Linked DNA regions of Mus musculus: region 2 is linked to region 1. Evidence: chromatin contacts called from public Hi-C data. All regions are on one chromosome and are shown on one strand. Each heading gives the region's core, a stretch centred on a gene start, on an enhancer-like site or on the middle of the called end of the contact. The rest is flanking DNA. Distances are from core to core; before and after follow the strand shown. Region 1 has its middle 60 kb from the start of Gm33734. Region 2 overlaps Gm38407 (predicted gene, 38407).

Region 1 (5,169 bases), core at 1,302-3,801:
GGTACAGGTTTTGTCAGGTCTTACACAGGTCACCATAGTTAGTGTGTGTTCATGATTACGTCACCCCTGTCGTGTCTACAGGATAACATGAGTTCCTTTTAGTACTTTTGGATACACACATATACACAAAACCACAATCACACAAGCTTATGAAATATTTATAACAGCCTTATAAAAAGCATACGTATTCTTGATTCTTCAATAGACAAACTTGGAGATTATGGGAATGTTTTAGGTTAAGTAATTCATCTGATAACTGAACAATGGTAATGAAATAAAACAATTCTCAGAGGTATAGGAGATAAAGAAAAAGATCAAAGAATTGGAGGTTAGGATCAAATATTACCTCCAGATTGTAATCCTACATCTGTAGACTCCGGAGTTTAAAAGGTAGCCCTGGGTTCTAAATGTTTACTTTTATTTTCGAGAAAGGTTTGCTCTGCAACAATTTGTGAGCTCTCAATGTCAAAAAGATGTTCTTTTTTTTTAACTTATTAATCATGTTTTATCTTCTCATTTGTTAGACAGGTGGTACTTTTTTGCAAAGCTTAGTCTTGAGCTAGCTTATAATGCTTTTATTCAATATTTAAAATTTTTGGAAGTGACAAGAATTGGAGGTTAAACGTGGTGCGATTAACCAGTTGATCCGTGGATGAACTGTTTCTCTCTGTCTTTCTTCTCTTCCTCCCATCTCTCCTTCTCTCCCCTTTCTTCCTTTTCCAAAGTCATTTTTTCTTAGTTTCCAATGAACTTAGAATGACAAAACCAAAACAACTTATCCAACATGTTGTCTATATTATTTCAAAGCCATAAGATATTATATTCTGAATATCACTTCATTTTATTCAATTACATATAAATGTCCATTCCCTTCTACATCTGAAAGTAATGTTAAAACAGTGATACAAACTATTGCTTCTTGAGATCCTAAGGAAATCCTAAATTCGTAAGGATACAAGACAAAAATGTCAAAACCACAAGCAGTAAACAGTCACACTAAAGAAAAAAAAATACAAAAACAGCAACATCAATATACACACAATCACCCACACCACACACCAGTCACTGTTTTCTTTTACAACAAAAAGGGCTTCACAATTAAGTTCTAGATTGTTTCTGTGGTGGTAAATTCTCACCCAGAGACACTCAGGCAATGGATTGAAGTCACACAGTATAATTACACAATACCCTGGCCTTTACTCCAGGATGTAAAAGCACAAACAGAACACCTAGAGATTCAAAAACAATCAGTGGACACTTAGACTTTCCTTTTTTGTTTGTTTGGTTTTTTTTTTGTTTGTTTGTTTTCTTTTTTGAGACAGGGCTTCTCTGTGTAGCCCTGGCTGTCCTGGAACTCACTTTGTAGACCAGGTTGGCCTCAAACTCAGAAATCCACCTGCCTCTTCCTCCCAAGTGGGGATTAAAGGCATGCACCACCACTGCCCAGCTTGACATTCATTAAACTGATGCTTTGACTAACCATGTGATACTGGTGGGATAATTTATCCAATATCACAGAGAAGGCTATCTTCATTTGCCTGCCCAAATATTGCACTTCTAAGAATTCTTTGCCATTAACCAAAACAAACCAGACCAACAAGCAAAATATAAACAAACAAACAAACAAACAAACAGAAAGCCAAAACAACAAATAACCCAAAAAAAAACCCTTAAACTAGTGCCTAAACTACCTTTCTTCCTTTCTTTCTTCCTTTCTTTCTTCCTTTCTTTCTTTCTTTCTTTCTTTCTTTCTTTCTTTCTTTCTTTCTTTCTTTCTTTCTTCCTTTCTTCCTTCCTTCCTTCCTTTCTTTCTCTCTTTCTTTCTTTCTTTCTTTTCTTCTTCTTCTTCTTTATTTTTTTAAACCTGAACAGGGTGAAAATCAGCTATGTATTAAGGGGCCTCAAGTATCTTAGAAACAAACTTGTGAAATTTGTATTTTTATGTCTTTCTCTGAAAGTATTTTTTATCATCTCCATGCTTTTACACAACCATGTACATTATCTAACATTTATTTCAAACATTGGCAATGAACATTTATATGCTCTAAGTCTTTAATTATAACTTAGTCACTTGAGTTTGTAAAACTCACCATTGATTTTCCTTGTGCCCACATATACATGGGCACACACACACACAGCCTGTACATTCCATTGGCACACTTCTCTATAGATTTATTGGAATGTAGGAAATTAACTATATAACCCCCAAGAAAGCAATGCTGTTATTCACAGTGGTACATTAACAGGGAATTTTGTCCCTTATCCAGAATTGACCTCAAAGAAAGCTTGATTAAATACTTCTTAAAAATGGTTGCAGTGTTGCAGGTAATAAGTGTCTGACATCAGAAATGAGAAAATGCTGCTAATTCTCACTGTTCTCTCTAGATTTCTTTCCCCCACCCCCACCAAATGTCTACATAGTCAAGTCTCTGGTATGCATCAGAAGAGCATGTGATTTTCAGAGTGAAGTCAAAGGAAAAGTATGCAGATGGCAGTGTAAATGTTAGGAAAGTTTGAGGAGAAATATGCCAGTTATGTTCTGTTTTGTTAGAGTAACTATAGAACCATTGCAGCAATGCCACGGTCAAGACTCTTGCCAAGTGGAATACCCTATTTATAACCCTAACAAGCAGAGGAAATGGTGCCAGGAACAAGATAAAACTATTAGTCACATTTTAAAAGATACTTAAAAGCTAGTTTGTATTTTAAAATAAATTTTGGTGGTTAAGCACACAACTTGGGTAATTACAGATCTGGGTGTTGAAGCATGGTGCAAGAGCATTAATTAGTCCTTTCCTTATCTTTGCTGCCACATCTCTGCCAGATAGCTTGTTTGAAGTCATAAATGGAGCTCATAAATGGGCTCTTTGGGAGATACCTAGGAAATAAACAATCCTCCCCTTTGGTAAATAGCTAAGAGATCTCCATGGACTCGCATGCTTTTTCCCAGTGTTGGCACTGTTGATTCAGTGCCCAGCTGGCAGCTCCTCCTCATCTGTCTTGTTTCTGGCAGTCTTTCCAATATCAAGCACTTACACAGCAATCAGAGGCATTGAATTCCAAAGAATGCTTTGAGCTTATGGATTCTGGTCATAATGGTGTCACACTGCAGGGTTTCTGCCACCCAGAGTACATGTGGCTACGTCAGGACACGTGCTCTAAATCCTTGCCTCTTGCCCTTTACCCCAAGGAGACTGAAAGACTGTGGTGTAGTAGTATGGGCTTCCTTAGCCTTTCTTTCCATCAGTGAGAAGTTACAAGTTCTGTAATGCTTTCAAATGTAAGGACAGGGCAAGCCCCAAACACAATTCCTTTCTCTCCCTGTATTTCCTCCATTTCTTGCCCTCACTGACTCACTTATCTGACTTGATAGAAAACACACACACACATACACACACACACACACACACACACACACACACACACACACAAAGCACATGATTTTTCATGTTTTTTTATGTTTATGTGAGTTTTGACTGAATGCATTTATGTATATGTGTGTATGCATGCATGTATTAGGCATGTATGTATTATGTATTACATATTATGTATTACATATTATGTATTACATATTATGTATTACATATTATGTATTATGTATGTATATTCACCATGTTCATGCAGTGCCTGCAAGAATCAAATCTGCTGGCACTGGAGTTGTCAGACCATGAAAGCATTTAGGAATCAAATCCAGGTCCTCTGGAAAAGCAGCTGGTATTCTTAACCTCTGAGACATATCTCCAACTCCAAGGGTCTACAATTATTATTAAATTAGAAAGAACTAGAGTTACTCATGGTTCTTTTTGCTAGTACTGTGTTTTTAAAGAGAAAAAAATTGTGACTTCAGGTTCCATTGCTTTTCTAAGGATGAAAACTATTCTTGCAGGTTTGTTGAGGTCTAGAGGCAGCAACATGAAAGATGCCCTGTACTCTTTCCAAAGAAATGACAATCAACAAATGTTCATTCCCCAGGGCTGAAGCCACTATATTATATAATGTAGAGTTCAATGTATTTGTTGTCATACTACGTAACATATCACCAAATTTCATGTATTTTCTATGTTATTTTTGTATTGATGATATATGTGTGCATGGTGCCTGCACATGAGTATATGAGTGCATATGCCCATGCAGTTGCATGCAGAGGCTAGAGCAGGACACAGACTATTGGCCTAGATCACTCTCTACCTTACTGCCTTGAAACAGTGTCTCTTTGCAGAACCAGGAACTTGCCATTTCAGAAAGCCTTACTGTCTAGTGAGGTCTCAGGATCCATCTACCTCCAACCACAAAGTTGAGGTTACAAGTACACATACCTATGTAAAGGTTTATATATGGGTGTTTGGGATTTGAAATAAGGGTTTCATATTTCAGGGTAAATACCCAGTCATATCCTGAACAGAGATATCATTGTTTTTTCCCTTACTATAGGATACTGTGAATGAATATTATTTACTATAATAATACTGTATGTTGGTATATGACAATTCTATAAACAAATATGTATAATTTTAGATGAGCATGTGATGTAATTGTCATTATATATCTTAAATAAATACTATATTAAGCTGTATATATCCCTATATTAGATTATATTACATATTATATTACATGCTGTAGGTTAGATCACAAATTCTGAATTTATACTATTTTATGTCATATGTCATGCTTATGTATTATATATTCATGTATATTTGTCTTTAATTTGCATTGCTATAAGTTATATATTTGTGTATGTTTACATATCATTTCAATACACAAATGATGACAATAATTATTGTTAGTAATTTATATAAACTATGAAGCATACATATAAATTGTAAAAATAAATCAACCATGAAGTTGCAAAAAATAGCCTGTACTTAGCAGGGCTCTGTTTCTGTATGATGTTTAAAATATATTTATATACTATTTAGATATCAATGTAAACATACTTAATAAATGTAATTACTTAATGGTTTTCAGTCTATGTCAGCCTCAATTCTCATGGTTGAGGACGTTCGCAGGGAAATCAGTGTCATGGAAGATCCAGGTATGGTGGTGTGAGAAGACCTTCAGTTCACACCACCACTGCCAGGCAAGTGAGCCGGGGTATGCTCATTACCTCTGATTCTCTGTGGCTTACTCTCATGAAAAGAAGAAGAGGCGAAGACCTAAAGATTGAAGTGG
Region 2 (5,169 bases), core at 826-3,325, 550 kb before region 1:
TGGCAAAGCGCATCTCTTAAATGCTGTCTCCTGCTTCCATAAATAAACCTGGCACCTTTTAAAACACTTTCCCATCTGCTTCAGGATGAGGAGCGCATTATTGAATACACCTTGGGGAGCCTCAGAAACGGGAAAAGACTACCTGTGAGGAGCATACCATTGCCTTGGCCTTGGCCCAGAAAGCCCATCACCAGACAGCTGGAGTTTCATGTGTTGGACCTGGACCCAGCGGAGATCTACAGCCCCTGCTCTTCATTTGAGGACCTTGTGTGGATCTTTACACAAGGCAGAGCCAGGAAGGGGTCTCAGGTGGCGTTAGAGTTGGGTACCTCTGCAGGCTTCTTTACTCTTCTAGCTGGACAGTTCACATCCAGCTCCTGGGACCATGTTTCAATATATCAATTCAGCTTCCTAAAATAAAGAGTTTTAAAAAGCCATTATTCACCTGTGCTAGGGCTCAGAGGAAGAGGTCTGGTATTTCCAGCAGGTTTCCCAGGCTCATAGAAATCAACTCTGCTCCTCTGGTCAGTGGTAGGGATTCAGTGTCATGGTGAAGTAGTTTGGCTCCTACTAGTCTCATAAACAATGTGATCAAAGACAGGTAAGGAAGTAATTGTATTCTAAGATAATTGTAAGAGAAAGCAACATAAAAAGACTCAAAAAACTCAACTGGCACAGAGCATGAAACTAGCCGAGCTCTCCACATTACTGACTGCTAGCTTCTGATCACTCGGTCAACACCGAGATCCACAACTATCTAGAGATATCTAGAGAACATGACTATATTGGCTCACAGTTTTAGAGTGTTCCATTGATGATCAGTTAGCCTTATATTTTGGAAAACGCAGTGTGTCATGAGAGTGACTGAGACAAACCACTCATCCCATACCTGGGAAGCCAGAGGCAGAAAGAACCAAGGGACAAACGTCCTCTAACCCACTTCAGGGATGCATGCCATTGACGGAAGCTTCCTACTAGCCTCGCATCCTGCTTCACACCACCGCCCTGACACAGCACACTAGACCATGTCAAACATAAACCACAGCAAATTATCTCCATTACTGTACTTTCTCGGATATTCTTCATGAATCAGTTAGAGGCAGCACCTACCTGGCTCAAGGTACAAGAAAAGGAAAGTTAGCATTCAATCTTTACATTGAATATTAAATGTTAGATCCACTTTTACATTTTATTTGTTTATTTTTGTTTATGTGTTTGTGTATCTACCTATATGAAGAGGTTAGAAGGACCTGTGGTTTGAACTCAGGTCCTTGGCCTTGGCAGCAAGGACCTTTTCCATCCAGGCCATCTCAGGTTCAACTCCTTGGTGGCTGTCTACTTTCCTTCAGAAAAAAAAAGGTTTTTAGTTATATGTATACTAATATTATAATATTTGCAATATTAACACATGTTGATTATGTAAAATAGTGCATTCCATCTTAATACTTTCATATATATATATATATATATATATATATAGTGCTTTTTAACCACACCCACTTCCTTTGTCCTCCTTGGCTCCTCTCATTGGTTCCTTTCCTCTTCCCAATTACTATCCTTTACTTTCTTGTCTGATTTTTTTTCTATTTTTCTTCACCAATTTATTTATTCATTCATTCATTCACTTTACAGCCTGATCACAGACATTTCGCTACTCTCGTCCCAGTTCCACTCTCACACACCCTCCTCCATTCCCCATCCTCTTTTCCTCAGATAAGAGGAGGCCTTCCACGGCTACCAGCCTACCCTCTTACATCTCAGCAAGACTGAGTGCACCCTCTCCCATTGAAGCCAGACAAGGAAGCCCAGCTGTGGGAAAGCAATCTAAAGGCAGGCAACAGAGTCAGAGAGAGTTCCTGCTCCAATTGTTAAGGGACCCATATGAAGAGCAAGCTATGCATCTGCTACTTCTGACAGGATGTCTAGATCCCGCCCACGCATGCTCTTTGGTTGGTGGTTTAGTCTCTGTGCGCCTCATAGGCACAGATTAGTTTCCTCTGTAGGTCATCCTGTGGTATCCTTGATCCTTCCAGCTCCCCCTCAGTGCTTCCCACAGCTCTTCCACAGGACTTCCTGAGCTCCACCTATGTTTTGGCTATGGGTCTTTGCATCTGCTTCCATCAGTCGCTGGATGGAGCGTCTCAGAATACAGTTATGGTAGCCTCTTGTCTGCAAGCATAGCAGAATATCATGAAAGTGTCGGGCTTGGCTGTCTCCCATGGGGTGGGTCTTGTTTGATTTTTTTTCTTTAAAAGTCTAAATTCTGCATATGAGAGAAAATATGTAAGATATGTTCTTACATGAATTTAGCTATTTTATGTAATATGATCTCAATTTTCACTCAATTATTTTCTCTGCAAATTAAATAGTTTCATTCTTTTTCATGGCTAAATAATAACACCCATTGTGTACATAAGCCATACTTCAGTCATTCATTCATCATCAGATATCAAGGCTGTTGCATAAATTGGCTATAGTGACTAGTGCTACAATAAGCTTGCATATTTGGGCATGTATACAGATTTTGTTTCTTTATATGTACGTTCTGGAGTGATGTAACAAGGTCATAGTCTAGTTCTCTTCTTAGTTTTTTTTGAGGCTTTTGCCATACTAATTCCCATTGTGAACTGACTACTTTATGATTTAGTCAATAATGCTCCTTACCATTTTTGTTTTCTTGATGATAGCCATCAGACAAGGGTGAAATAGAATCCCAAGGTAGCATCCCAGACTTCTCAAGGTTGCTTGTCTCCTGGCAGACAGACCCGAGGTCTCAACCTTGGTCAGAGAGGTTTTGTTTTTTTTTTTTTTTTTTTCCCTGTACTGTAAGCAATCATGGAGAGATGAGTTGCTATTCACAGCACTGAGAATAAGGGACCAAGAGCTCAGCCCTAAACAAAACCTCATCTCCAGCAAGTTCAGGGAACATTAGAAGGAGAGGAGGAAGAAAGAATGTCAGATCTGGAAGACAGGAGAAATGATGATGTTTTCCGGATGTGATATGGCTATTGAACTTATTAACTCTCAGCAGTCAAAATCTTGGCATACATAGAGTAGATGATCTCAAGGTCCCACTTCATATGAGGAGCTATTGGTAGTGATAGTTCCTAGCAAATAATCATTCTGTATTGATATTATGGCCCTAATAGTTTTCCCATGCTCCACAGAATGGCCCCACCCATACACATAAAGGCAGGACTAACTGGACGTAGTAGGCTATCCAAAGGGGGTAGGGGAGCCATGAATGGGAATAATGGAAGAAATGATATTTTATTGTACACATCTATTAAATTCTCAAAAATAAAGAAGAGAATGAACGAGACTTAGAGTAGGATTAATTTGCATCTTCCTGATGACTAAATATCTTGATGTTTCCCCCACACATTTAGCAACTGCTTATGGTTGTTGCTGCTGCTGCTGCTGTTGTTTTCATATGTGTGTGTTATTTTTCAAATGGATAATCAATTTGCCCATTTGCAAGTTGGATTATTTGTTCTTTTGCTAGTTGTATTCTTTATATATTCTGAATATCAATTCCTTGCAAGTCAATAGCCTGGAAATATTTTTATTCTGTTCTTTAGTTTATCTGTTTATTCTTGTAATTGTTTCATACTGTGCAGAGGTTTTAAAATGCCACACCACCCTCACAATAGGCTTTAGCTACTATTCTCTGAGATACAAAAATCCTTTGCAATTATTATTGCTGCAGGCATTAATTTGGCTTCAAGGTTTATTTACTTTTCTTGTATATTATGTACATTGAACATTGTGATAAAATACATGGAAAAGAACTTAAAGAGTGACTTATGTCAGCTTATAACATGAGATCATTTAGTAGGTGTAGGGAGTGACTGATTGCACTGTGTCAACTTCTTCCTTGAATTTCTTTTTATTCAATTCAGGTCCCTAGCCTATAGGATGTTACTATCACATTCAGGATAGGTCTATCTTCTTCTCTCACTTATATGTCCCTAGGAACACCCTTTAAGATGTGCCCAGATGTACAACTTCAAGGTGATTCCAGGCCCAGTCAAATTGACAATGAAAATGGAAAGGAAAAGGCAGTATTGTTTTCCTCTAGGATTCTGAGCCCATGTAGTAGACAGCTGTAGGATTAAATAGCTGATGTGCCACCATTGCTGGTATTCAATATTGGTCTTTGATTTTAGGAAGCATCAGTATCATAGTTTCTGTGGAGGATTTTTTACTCTTTAAAACCTTATGAAACATGTTCATTTTTATAGTCTCTAAATTTCCCTTTATTTCCTTTAATTTGTTTCTAGAATAGTCCACAGGGAGCCCAGAATTTTTCTCTTGCACCCCACCTTGTCCTTTGTTTGGTTTTTACTTTAGATATGTTCTGAACTGAATAAACCCCCCTGGCTTACTGTTATCTACTTTATTTCTTGATGAACTTAGTTATTTCAATCTTCAAGTCATCTTGACAGCTTCACCATCTCTTGGTGTTGCAAGGTCTTCTAATTTATAGTCAGGCTTCATTAAATGCATTTTCTCTTCCCCTGCCTCAGTGAATAATTCTAACTCTCCTGCAATGCCTATTTTGAGAGACCAAATCATCTCTACTTGCTTATTCTGCTCCAAGTCCTTGGTGATAAAGTCTGGTACCATGCCAGTTACATCCTGCATGTTTGGTCCACCTATTTTAGCATTCCTCATACACTCATGCTGCCAGATGTGAGATATGAGGGGAATAGAAAGTGTGAGCTTCCCCAAAACTACTTTTACACTTAGAATTCAAATCTGTGCAAGCTTAGGGGTCAGAGGCATACCTTGACTATTGGATATAAAGCACACATTAGGGCAGCAGCACATGTCCCTTCTTAGATCATATCCTGTCCACTAGCCTGTAAGATTCAGGCACCATCAGCCCCTTTGATCCAAGAACTGCATCAAATCATTTTGACCCTTTGAGGAAGATATGCAACCTGGGCCGAGTAGAGCCAGATGACATTTTTATTACCGCAGCATAAAGCAATATTAAATGATTTCATGAAATGTAGCCAGAACATCTGTTATTAGATGTTAGAAATCTGATGCATTCAATTCTAGCAAACTGGCACACAGCCCTCTCTAAAATAATGTTTAACTGTTGGGGCAAGAAGTTCTGGAGTGTTCCATTCTTTCCACATGTCACATGCTGTTCTTCTT

The links. A called contact is a pair of places that touch in the nucleus more often than the background predicts.
Region 2: a contact with region 1 is called in a Hi-C map of the C2C12 cell line, with 3 times the contacts expected there. The contact joins two enhancer-like sites.

Annotation. Positions count from the first base shown.
Region 1 is chr12:9,976,678-9,981,846 of GRCm38.p6, reverse strand. No RefSeq gene overlaps it. Among named protein-coding and RNA genes, the nearest start is that of Gm33734, 60 kb to the right of the region's middle. Within about 2 kb of position 2,551, at least 60 of the 459 cell types and tissues checked have an H3K27ac peak or open chromatin away from gene starts, as enhancers often do. A contact at or near this core is called in the C2C12 cell line, where this site is marked.
Region 2 is chr12:10,531,092-10,536,260 of GRCm38.p6, reverse strand. Gm38407 (predicted gene, 38407) reads right to left here. Exons shown (of 12, transcript NR_110487.1): 12 at 4,958-5,169. Among named protein-coding and RNA genes, the nearest start is that of Gm38407, 87 kb to the right of the region's middle. Within about 2 kb of position 2,075, at least 3 of the 459 cell types and tissues checked have an H3K27ac peak or open chromatin away from gene starts, as enhancers often do. A contact at or near this core is called in the C2C12 cell line, where this site is marked.